Linked DNA regions of Mus musculus: regions 2 and 3 are each linked to region 1. A link is a contact called in public promoter capture Hi-C data. All regions are on one chromosome and are shown on one strand. Each heading gives the region's core, a stretch centred on a gene start, on an enhancer-like site or on the middle of the called end of the contact. The rest is flanking DNA. Distances are from core to core; before and after follow the strand shown.

Evidence for each region. Capture Hi-C pulls out chosen DNA fragments and counts their contacts.
Region 2: a contact with region 1 is called in a promoter capture Hi-C map of adipose tissue. The contact joins two enhancer-like sites. A contact is called at or near these places in 20 of 39 promoter capture datasets (the 3T3-L1 cell line, 3T3-L1-derived adipocytes, the C10 cell line and 15 more), 16 of 484 Hi-C or Micro-C datasets (B cells, the C10 cell line, CD4 T cells and 9 more), 3 of 115 datasets of contacts at active chromatin or transcription factors (T-cell acute lymphoblastic leukemia, embryonic stem cells and regulatory T cells) and 4 of 9 other capture datasets (adipose tissue, embryonic stem cells, liver and 1 more).
Region 3: a contact with region 1 is called in a promoter capture Hi-C map of adipose tissue. The contact joins two enhancer-like sites. A contact is called at or near these places in 1 of 484 Hi-C or Micro-C datasets (nephron progenitors) and 2 of 9 other capture datasets (adipose tissue and liver).

What each region holds. Positions count from the first base shown.
Region 1 is chr4:145,048,491-145,052,301 of GRCm38.p6, forward strand. All of the region lies in intron 63 of Vps13d (vacuolar protein sorting 13D), which reads right to left. Among named protein-coding and RNA genes, the nearest start is that of Gm36317, 87 kb to the left of the region's middle. Within about 2 kb of position 2,216, at least 36 of the 459 cell types and tissues checked have an H3K27ac peak or open chromatin away from gene starts, as enhancers often do. A contact at or near this core is called in adipose tissue, where this site is marked.
Region 2 is chr4:144,873,708-144,877,518 of GRCm38.p6, forward strand. It overlaps a transcript of Vps13d not described here. Among named protein-coding and RNA genes, the nearest start is that of Dhrs3, 17 kb to the right of the region's middle. Within about 2 kb of position 2,169, at least 26 of the 459 cell types and tissues checked have an H3K27ac peak or open chromatin away from gene starts, as enhancers often do. A contact at or near this core is called in adipose tissue, where this site is marked.
Region 3 is chr4:145,212,438-145,216,248 of GRCm38.p6, forward strand. It overlaps Tnfrsf1b (tumor necrosis factor receptor superfamily, member 1b), which reads right to left. Exons shown (of 10, transcript NM_011610.3): 10 at 1-3,663. The coding sequence ends at 3,350. Among named protein-coding and RNA genes, the nearest start is that of Vps13d, 19 kb to the left of the region's middle. Within about 2 kb of position 2,139, at least 70 of the 459 cell types and tissues checked have an H3K27ac peak or open chromatin away from gene starts, as enhancers often do. A contact at or near this core is called in adipose tissue, where this site is marked.

The DNA of each region.
Region 1 (3,811 bases), core at 966-3,465:
ACAGTTCTTTGCATCTGCCATGGATATATTTTGGTGTTCTTGTCGAAAGTCTATTTTCCCTTCACCAGAATCTTTAATAACTGTCATTTGCTTCAAAGGTAAGGCTATGCAATCAGTGAGCCTGAGAATCGAGAGACCTTCAGGCCTCTACACTGTATTTTCTGATGCCTTCACCATGTGGAAATGCTGAAATTATCTATTAAAGATATGGGCTCACTAGGAAGGTTATACTGAAGCTAGTCCCACCCATCTGACCTGTGAGAGACAACAGGAAGTTTGTTGTGAGAGTTCTTTTAGAAATATAAGAGAAGTTATGTCTACAATGTCTCATCAACAAGAAGTAGAAGCAAGGGCTTTGAAAGGTGATGGGGTTCCCATCATGTTTGGTATACCCCCATCACCCCTCAAACACAGGCACAATGGTTTGCGCATGTGATTCCAGCACATGGGGGGCATAGAGAGGCATAGCTAGGACTTGTTGGCCAGCCAATCTATCCTAACTGGCAAGGCCCAGGTCACTGAGACTTTATCTCAAAATATGAGGTTAACAGCTCTTGAGGAACAACACCCAAGGCTGTCCCAAAAACACACACACAGGACACACACACACAGGACACACACACACAGGACACACACACACAGGACACACACACACAGGACACACACACACAGGACACACACACACAGGACACACACACACAGGACACACACACACAGGACACACACACACAGGACACACACACACAGGACACACACACACAGGACACACACACACAGGACACACACACACAGGACACACACACACAGGACACACACAGACAGGACACACACAGACAGGACACACACACACAGGACACACACACACAGGACACACACACACAGGACACACACACACAGGACACACACACACAGGACACACACACACAGGACACACACACAGCCAAATAAAAAGGCAAATTAAACCCTGAAAAACACTGTTACTTCCATCAAAGACAAAACTTAGAAAGAGTTTGTAGTGAAGATATAAAAGACCAATAACCTGATAGAAACCTGATCAAGTGCTAGGATCAGACAGTTCACAGAAGCAAAACCACACACACACACACACACACACACACACAAAGCAACAGTAGAGGAAGAGACACAGGAAGACACACAGTTAAATAAATACCAAACAGAAGATACATGGCACAAACAATCAAATAAATACCGACCAGACCAGATGAGCCGAAGACAGGGAGAGAGCACTGGTTTGGTACTTGGAATGTCACTGATGATATCAGAAGGAAGAATTTTAGGAGCTGAGACCATCATTGAATTACCAGTGTGGTGGCACACCCCTGCAATTCTAGTGCTTGAGAAACTGAGACAGGAAGATTGCTAAATTCAACACTAGGGGGTTTTAAACACCGATGATGGCCAGATTTCTATCAGGTTATTGGTTTTTTTTAATCTCTTCCCATTGTATAAAATCTTTATAAAAGTCTTGTCTTTGATGGAAGTGTTTTGAACTGAGAGATAGACTAAATTTAAAGCCAGCCAGACTAAAGATATGTTAAGTGCACAGCTAAAGTCACATGACTAGCCATGAGCGAATCCTAGACTTGAATGTGCTGTTTTCACAACAGCAACTACCTATTTGGTAGAAAGCGCCCAAGCCAGAGGGCTCCACTATTTCTTCTCAAAGTCATTCTGCATTTGTTCAGCCGTGCTCCCCACTAAAGAGTGAGTAGGCATGAAGTCGGCAGAGAGCATGCCTAATTTCCCCCATTTCACTGACAGAGAAACTGACAGCCAGCTTAAACTCCTTATTCATAGTCAAAGGCCAATCATGCTATGAAAGTGTAAGGACATGGTCTTACCAATGCAACTCCAATAAGAAGAGATTTAGAAAGCATGATTAAACAAAAGCTTAAGCCAGAAAGTTAAAACAAAACAACAACAACAAAAACCCACTAAAACACAAATTCCTCATTGCGACCAAACATTAAAAGAGACTGGTGTATTGCTGCAGGGACCTTTGACCTCTACCAAGCTGCAAAGTCCTCCCAACAGGCACCATCTACCCTGGAACCAAGGAAGTACCCAGTCCTGAAGTGAAACTGTCTTCACCTAGTCATTTACTGTCTGGGGTCCCTTATCTGCAGAGGCGCAGGGCCAGCCTGTTGGTATGAATTACTCTGCCACCTTCAGGCTGATCTGGTCTGTGGAAGAAGGCATGAGAGGAAAAGAAAGCCATATAGGATTGCGCCCTCCCAATGAACTGAGCCACTGCTTGCATATAGTAGGTCACAGCTCTGATCCTGATTTACTCAGGCAGCATCTTCCTGCTGCAGAGGGGATTCTGGAGAAAGCAACCTGTGCTCATACGTTCCTGATAAAACAGAGAAGTATCTACTCCCACTTCCCAGACAAAACGGCTGAAGCCTTCCAGAGACGGCGCCAAGTTGAAAGAAGAAATACCTGTCCACGAGGCCTCAGATCACAGCTAGTCCCTGGGCCGTGTCCTTTCCTTTCTTAGTTTATTCCACACTAAACAAAACTGTCTGGAATTCATTCTCTAAAGGTTTATTTATGGCACATAGAGACTGTTTATGTGAAGCAGGGCATGTGCCTATTTCCCTTTGGGGACAGTGTTTAAAACTATGGGGCTACTTCCCTCTCTGGCACTTTCTGAAACACAATTAACAATACTGGATCTTTTTTCCTTTTAACAAATCTGGTTTTTATTTAGAGAGGAAGGGAAAAAGTAAAGGGTCTGAAGTTTCCCAACAAATTATTTCAAGCCTTTGAGAAGACAGTTTTAGGCTTTTTAAATAGTGTCTTTGTTTGAAACTCCCCCTTACCCCCACCCCCTGCTCTCTGACCATTAAAGTGTGGGTTTTCTTCCAAACTAGATTGCTCAATTAAGGTCCTTCTTTTGTTATACCCCAATGCTCTAAATGGGAAAAGGCCTGCTGTAGGCCACCTTCTGAAACCTTTTAAAGACCCCCTGGTATCTTTTGATCTTTAAAGGAGTCAAGGAAATCCCCATTAAAAGCTACCTGGCTTTTCAATATGCCATGGCATCTCTAACATGCAAGCTCTATGCAGAGAGACCATGAGGAGAAGGGAGGGGCAGCTGTGCTCTTGTGTCTATGAAATGGAATATTAGCTTCCCTTCTTCTGTCAGTCACGAATCCAAAGAAGATAGCAGATGGAGACAGCTTCCAGTCACCTGGACAGTGTGGATGCCTTTGAGTCACCAGACAGACACTGTATCTGGCAACAATGTACCTCAGTGTAAATCTGGATAGGCAGAACCCCCTCCCCCAACATTTCTGACAGCCTCGCTCCTGCCTGGGAATCCAGAGAATGGAGGCAATTGTTCCTTCAATACTAAGACAGGGTTACCTTTTACACAGACTCCCGTGACTGCTGTTCAGGGAGAGGGCTCCGTTTCTAAGCACATGTTTTTAGTGATTCCATATTCATCAGAAAGAGTATATTGCTCTTCCTAAGAGCTCCTAATAAAGGCCTGTTACTCTGTTAGAAAACTCTGACTAAGTGATATTGTCTAAGGAGTCCCAGACTCCAGGAGGAATACTCAAGGTATAGTAACATGGTGACTTCCACAACCCCAGAGCTCCACTCTGAAGTTCCAATCCCAACATCCTGCTGAAACACAGGTATGTCATGGCATCTGCTTAAGAGTGCTCTAAATTCAGTAGAATACCAGGAAGACCGTCAACATGAAGGACTGGAATCACTCCAGCAGAGCACACACTGCACCAGTAAGAGATGCAGAGGACACATGGCATCTGTATCACAG
Region 2 (3,811 bases), core at 919-3,418, 170 kb before region 1:
GCTAACAGGGAGCTAGGATAAGGTTCTTAAAGCCCACACCCACAGTGACACACTTCCTCTAACAAGGCCATGCCTACTCTAATAAGGCCACATCTCCAAATAGTGCCACTCCCTGGGCCAAGCATATTCAAACTGCCACAGACAGCCTCCCCCGGAGTGAATAGCCCTTTCTAAGAAGTGGGGCTGCCCTTGCCTGCTCACCTTCACTCCTGGCTGCTGAGTGCATAGGCTTTGTTGCTGCCAACCTTGCTGCCAGTCTTACTGACATAAGAACCCAGCTTCTACAGCTTTCCAACATGGACTGAAGAGCAGAAGCTCCCAGAAATCCTCCAGGCCTTCGATGCCAGACTGAGACTTCTGCAGTATCCAGGCTAAGCACTGAGCAGCTACAGGGTTTTCAGCCTGTAGACAACTATTGTTGGACTACCCAGCCTGTACTGTGTGAAACAAGCTAATGAATCCCATTTGAAATATATATTCATTCTCTTAGTTCTGTTCCTCTAGAGAACCCTAATATAAATGATGTCTGGGCACACCTGAACTTTGGCATGGGGCTTTTCTTTAACCAAAAACTGGGGATCCAAAATACATCACTATAACCCAGGACTTTGCATATTTTAAGTAATGTTAGGTACAACTCTACCACTGAGTTGTACTTGCAGCCCCACAGAGGGTTTTTAAACACATGCTGTGAAGCAGGCAAGCATAGGGACTACTTTAGCAGCCTGGGACTCTAGGGGGAAGGGTTGTTCTCTCCTCTCCTCTCCTCTCCTCTCCTCTCCTCTCCTCTCCTCTCCTCTCCTCTCCTCTCCTCTCCTCTCCTCTCCTCTCTTCTCCTCTCTTCTCTTTTCCTCTCCTCTCCTCTCCTTTCCTCCTCCTCTTCCTACTCTTCTTCTTCTTCCTCCCCACCTTTCTCTCCCCTCATAATGGATTTGGCAGCCTAGCTCCTTCACCTACCCATTCGATGCTCATATCCCTCTCCAAACAATGTGCCTAGCAAACTGAGAACCCCTGAACCTCCTATGTATATCAGGCATACTTGAATCTCTTAACAGTACTATAAATTTCTCCACTCTTAGAAACAGTCTCATTTAGACAGTTTCTAGTCGAGAATATTCCCAATATGTCCTATATGAAGAATAAAAGGGGCAGCCAGCATGAACCAATGCCAGGCACATGTACGAAAAGGCAAACTGAGTCCTTCAAGTGAACTTTCAGAGAGAATCCCCTATTTATTTAATCTTAGGCCTATGCATACTTGGGCATGCATATAATTAAAATCAGATGCATTATGGGAAAGGATGAGTTCTGTAGGAAGAATGGGCACATGGCATAATCTATCAATCAAAATACAGAACCCCTCAAGCCACTCTCCACTGTAGCCAGCCCCTCCTTCCTTTAGACCCTATAAGAAAGACATCCTAGGCCATAGACTAAAACTCTAGAATATTCTCTCGCTTGTGACCAGCTGTAAATCTTGATGATATATTCTCTCTAATCCATATTAACCCTTCATTTCTAATAAATTTCTATCCCTTTGCAAATTTATGTAGCCCTCATTTTCAGTTCTTTAAGTGATAGGCAAAGAACCTGGAAACATTCACTCAGACACACACACACACCCTTGCAGGAACAGTTGTACCAGAGAGTCCATTCTCAATCAACAGTCAGCTCTCAGCCTCAATCACCATGTAATTACACCCCAGCCATGCAGTAAATCTCCATCTTGCAATATCTTGGGAGAGGCAGGAGAGAGGAGGAGGAAGACAGCATTTCCCAATAACTTGTTGTGCTTGGCCCAAAGTATCTGGGGAAGATATGGTGAGGCTCATGCCCTATAAGAATGCCCTGGTATCACCAGGCTATGGTGATGCATCTGCCGGAACCCCCTGCCCCATTCCAACCCATTCTGTGGGCTAGGCCAGGCCCTGTATGCTGCAGTGTAAATCCTCCCAACTACCCCAGCCTTGGGAGCAGATCCCTTGGGGTCACTATCAAGAGCCAAGAATTCTGAGAATTCAGGGTGGAGGGAGCCCTCAAGAAAACAAGTGAGTGATCTGATCCTTGCACCAACACATTTCTATTTCCAGCCTGGGACTAGGCTCATCCCCCTGGGAGAGAAGACCAGACAGGAGAGAACAGAGGCCAAGATACACTTGTAGTTTATTGTAGCACTGAACTGTGTTGACTCGGGGAAAAGAAAGAGCTTGAGGCTTTCCTGGGTGTGAGCTTCACTTAGTCAGAAGGAGGGGGGATGCTGTGAGGCAGCAGTTTTGCCTCAAATGGAAACTTGATGGGGTTTCAGACTCATAGGAATGTCCTCCAAAATGAATATGGCCTTTATTTCACAACCACACAACATTTTCTAGCACTGAGTTAAACCCTGGTAAATGCATAATGAGCATTGTGACTGTTTTATAGGCCAAGAAAACAGGGCACAGAGAAGTGTCTGATATGAATGGTAGGAGCTAGGGGTATGGCTCATGATAGAATGCTTGCTAGCATGCCCAAAAGCTCAAGGTTTGTTCCATAGCACTTCATAAACTTGGACATGGTGGTGTATACCTCTAATGTCAGCATTTAGAAGTGGAGAGGGGGAGTTTGAGGTCATCCTTGGCTATCTGGGGAGTTTGAGGCCAGCCTGGACTGGATGGATCCGGTCTCAAAAGAAAAGAGAAAGGAACAGGAGGAGGTGTAGTTCAGTAGCAAAATGTCTGCCCAGTGTCCGACTTTCTATTTGATACTGTGATATACAATACTAGCCAATTTAGGGGAGGAGGAAACGTTTATTAATAAATATATTTTATTTTGCATGTACATGTGACATGTTTGTGCCTGAGTGTGTATATATGCCATGTGCATCCAGAAGTCTCTGGAGGCCAGAAGAGGGCAACAGATCCCCTGGAACTGGAGTTACAGATGGTTGTGAGCCATGATGTGGATCCTGAGACCTGAACCCAGATTCTCTGCAAGAACAACCACTGATCCATCTCTCCAACTCCAAACTTTGGAGTGACCATCTCCTTTCTATTACCGTGTCCTCATGGTTTTCTGTCTTTGCCTCTGGATAATGTGTACTTGCCACCATTGCCAGCTAATTCCATTCCAATCTCTGTCATTAACATCATGAGATCTAACTAATTGTTTTAATAATTTATTTTTATTTTATGTACATTGGTGTTTTGACTACATATGAATCTGTGTGAGGGTGTCCTATTCCCTAGAACAGGTTTTACAGACAGTTGTGAATTGCCATATAGGTGCTGGGAATTGAACTCAGGTCCTCTGGAAGAGCAGTCAGTGTCATTAACCACTGAGCCATCTTGCCAGCTCAAGCACATTATCATCTTTTATTGTTTGTTCATTTGTTTGTGTTTTTCAAGACAAGATTTCTCTGTGTAACAACCCTGGCTGTCCTGAAACTCCCTCTGTAGACCAGGATGCCATCAAACTCACAGAAATCTGCCTCCTTGAGCGTCCCTTAAAGTGGATGCTAAGGAATGGAACATCTAGAAATGGATCCTCTAAAAGAGCAGCAAATACTTAAAGTCTGGGCCATCTCTCCAGCCTAAGATTTACTTTTTTCTTTTTGTTCATTTGTTTGTTTGATTGTTTGGTTGGTTGCTTGGTTGGTTGGGTTTTATTTTTTTCAAGACAGGGCCTCACTATTTAGCTCTGGCTGTCCTGGAACACATTGTGTAGATCAGGCTGGCCTCAAACTCAGAGATCTGCCTGCTTCTATCATCCAAGTGCTGGGATGAAAGGCATGGCCAGCTCTACTTTTATTATTTTTAATTATTTTATACATCAA
Region 3 (3,811 bases), core at 889-3,388, 160 kb after region 1:
GGCACTTGCTGCTCTTTCAGAAAACCCAACTTTGGTTCCCAATACCCATTTGGCACAATTGTCTGTAATCCCAGATTTAGGGAATTCAGCACCCTTCACACACACACACACACACACACACACACACACACACACACACACACACACACACGGAAAAAGAAATTAATCTTTTTTTAAAATGCTATTACCTATTTCTACTATCTTTTGGGGCAGTGGTTCTCAACCTTCCTAACGCTATGACCTTTTAATACTCTTTCTCATGTTTTGGTGACCCAACAATAAAATTATTTCACTGCACTGGGCATGTTGGCACACACATTTAATCCCAGCATTCAGAAGGCAGAGGCAGGCAGATCTTTAAGTTCAAGGCCAGCCTAGTCTGTACAAAGTGAGCTACACAGATAAACCCTGCCTCAAAAAAAAATTATTTTGTTGCTACCCCATAACTGTAATTTTGCTTCTGTTATAAGTTTAATGTAAATATCTGATATGGGATACCCAAGAGGTCATACCCACAGGTTGGGAACTGCTGCTTTGGAGTCTTGAACTCTATAAGTATTCTTTAGTAAATAGAGCATTGTCAAAGCAACGAGCAGAGCTCCTCAAGGCAACAGGATCATGCTGTCTGCTCAGGAACCATGTTAAGAAATCACAGGTGAAAAGTGAAGTTCGGGGTTGGGCAGCTGATTGCGTTTGCCTAGCATTCACGAGGCCCCTGGGTTCAAGCCCCAGCACCACACAAATCATAGGATGGACAGACTTGTCATCCCAATACTTGGGAAGTAGAGGCAAGAGGATACAAAAGTCAAGGTCATCCTTTGGCAAGGTGGTTGTCAGTCTTAGATGGAAAAATAAGATTCGAAAACATAATGTAACGCCAAGGGTCCTGACACGGTTGCACATGCCTATAACTCAGCACTCTCGAAACTGAGGCAGGAGAATATCCAAGTTCAAGGTGCCTGGAGGATGCAGCCAGACTGGGTATACAGCAAAACTCCATGTATGAACAAACAGATAAGCAAAAATAATGATTAAAAGATAAAATCAATTTATTTAAAAAAATTTATTACATTTATGGTATGTGAGTGTGTGTGCAAGAATGTGATGTGTGCACATATGCAGAAGCATGTATGGGGTGGTGGTCAGAGGACAACTTGCAGGAATCAGGTCTCTTCTACCTTATGGTCAGGGATCCAACTCAGGTCATCAGGTTTGTCCGCAAACTGCCTTACCCACTGAGCCATCTTGCCAGTTCAAAACTAACTTATTAAATAGGAAGGGGGAGCCCTTGGAGAGATGTCTTAGTGGATAAAATGCAGGTATACAAGTGTGAGGACCAGAATTCAGATCTCTAGTATTCATGTAAATGTCGGGCAGGTATGGCAGCCTGCCTGTAACCTGAGCACTCCATAGGCAGACAGAGATCCCTGAAGCAAGTTAGACTAGAAAATGTGCAAGCTCTGGGTACAGATGAGAGCCCTGCCTCAGTAACTGAGAGTGATCAAACACACCCAAAGCCAACCTCTGGCCTCCACACACTGGCACACACATACATGCAAACATGGACACACACACACACACACACACACACACACACACACACACACTGAAGGAGGGAGATTCTGGACTGCCCATCCTTTAGGAATGTGTTATAGGTCAGCACTCAAATTGTTCCCTGCTCCCCCTCCTCTGATTGCAGAGCCCTAAGCTGGTCTAAGCTAGTACAGCCATTGTTCACATCCACGGTGTGGGCTTCCGAGATGACAGAACCCGTCTCCTTCCCACAACACAATGAGGAGGCCAGACTCAGAGCAGGAGATAGGGGCAAGCCTGGAGTCTACTTGGCTGGGTGTTTCCTCAGCATCCACAGGCTACAAGTGGGAGACAGCCAGGTTCTCTGCAAGAGTGGCTGTAAAGGTGGGATGGGAGGTGGGGTGGGGTGGCTCAGCCAGGGCTCAGTGTACAAAACAACAACAAAAAGCATTTATAAGCAGGAATTCTGTCCAGCACACAGTGCAATTGCTCCTTAGCACACCCTTTAGGGATCCACACAAGCACAGGAGCTGAGGCCACACCCAGGAACAGTCCTTTCCAATTCATTCTTTTGTTGCCTAGGAGGCCCGAGGTCATCCCAGGACGGGCCACCAGGGGGCAGACGTGTTCCTTCCCCTCTACAGTCTGATGCTGCAGAGCCTTAACAAGTCGGCCCCAAGTGTCCAGTATCTTGATTCCAGAGTGCTGAGCTCTTTAAGTCTCCATGGCAACAACTAGGCTCCTCTGCCAAGTTCATATCCAGTGGAATCGGTGAGCATGGCATCCAAGCACCTGAGACTGAACTTGCTTCTTGAGGAGTCTCCTGAACCCTTTCCTTCCAGGCATGCTAGGGGAGCAGGTTGATTAGAAAACCGGCATGAATCCTTTGGCAAAAGAGCTGGCTTCAGCTGTTTCCGGGTGGGCCTTTCAACCGATGTCATCAGCTGTTCCAACTCACAGTGCCTAACCCGGACATGCACTTGGGGTCACAGCAAGTACAGTACCAAGCCGTTGGGGAGTTAGAGGGAGTGCTCCAGGCTGAGGTAGGAAGAGACAGGTGGCTGCAGGGGCCTGGGAACTCTACAGTCCCTGAGATTCCCTGAAGGAAGGCGTGGCCTTGGAAGGGCTCATTAGAAGGTCAGGAGGAGGAGCTCCAGCCCTCTGTGTGCCCACCAGAGTAAAAGTCAAAGGCAGAGGCTGCAAACCACACAGGGGGCTGGCTGTGCTGTCTGCTGTCTGCTGTCTACTTACGTTTTGCATGTGTTGCTGAGGATCAAACCCAGGGCATGCTAAAAGCACACTGGACCACTGAGTTACAGCCCTACCATCCTATAACAGAGCAACTCTGCCTGATGGGGCCTCTGATTCTTGCATCAAAAGAATTTCGGTGGGCTTGGAGAGGGTACTTCCTAAGAGTTTAGCACTAACCTGAAGGGCCTCTGTGCCCTACCAGGCCACCACTTGCTCCTACTTGCTGGAACCGCCCTGCAGTGTCAGCATTCAGGCTGAAGAGCTGTGCTATTCATGGAAGAGGATGTTAGCTCCTTAGAAGGAAAAAATACTGGGGCCTCTCAGAAGCAAGAATCAGGCAAGAGCCCAGGAGATCCAGAGGGGTCATGGAAGAGCAACAACTTCCTGGGACTGCCCCCATAAAACACCATGGCAGTTTTTGACCACTCTAGCTGTCTCAGCCCTCACTTGACCTGCAACTGGGGCTCTGGAAGCCACTAAGGGAAATGGATCCAGCAAAAGTCATGAAGTTCCATGGGTTCAGGGTCTCGGGGGTCCCTTTGCAGGGTGTTACCCCTGTCAGGGGTCAGGCCACTTTGACTGCAATCTGATCAAACCAGCCAGCTTGGCTGGGCTTCATGCCCATATCCGGCACACCAAGGGGCAAGGGCTTCTCATGGCTCTGCAGTGTCTCTGTAGTCTCACACGGGGACTGAGACGGACACTCCTCCTGAGAGAAGGGGACCTGCTCATCCTTTGGGGACGCTGAGGGCTTGGCATCTGGGTCTCCCACTGTGGCGCTGGCTTGGGAAGAGCACTGAGAACTGTGGTCAGAGCTGCTACAGACGTTCACGATGCAGGTGACGTTGACGTGGGTCCCGTGGCTTCCGTGGGAAGAATCTGTGAAGCACAGGATGGGAGGGTGAGTCTGGGGATCTTGGAGACAGGGTGTCTTTGCAGTTTGCCTCTTGTCCCAGGGGCAGGTTAGAGCAATAGGCCAAGGGCCAAGAGGCTAAAGACCCTAGCTCACCTCTACTACGATGGCAGA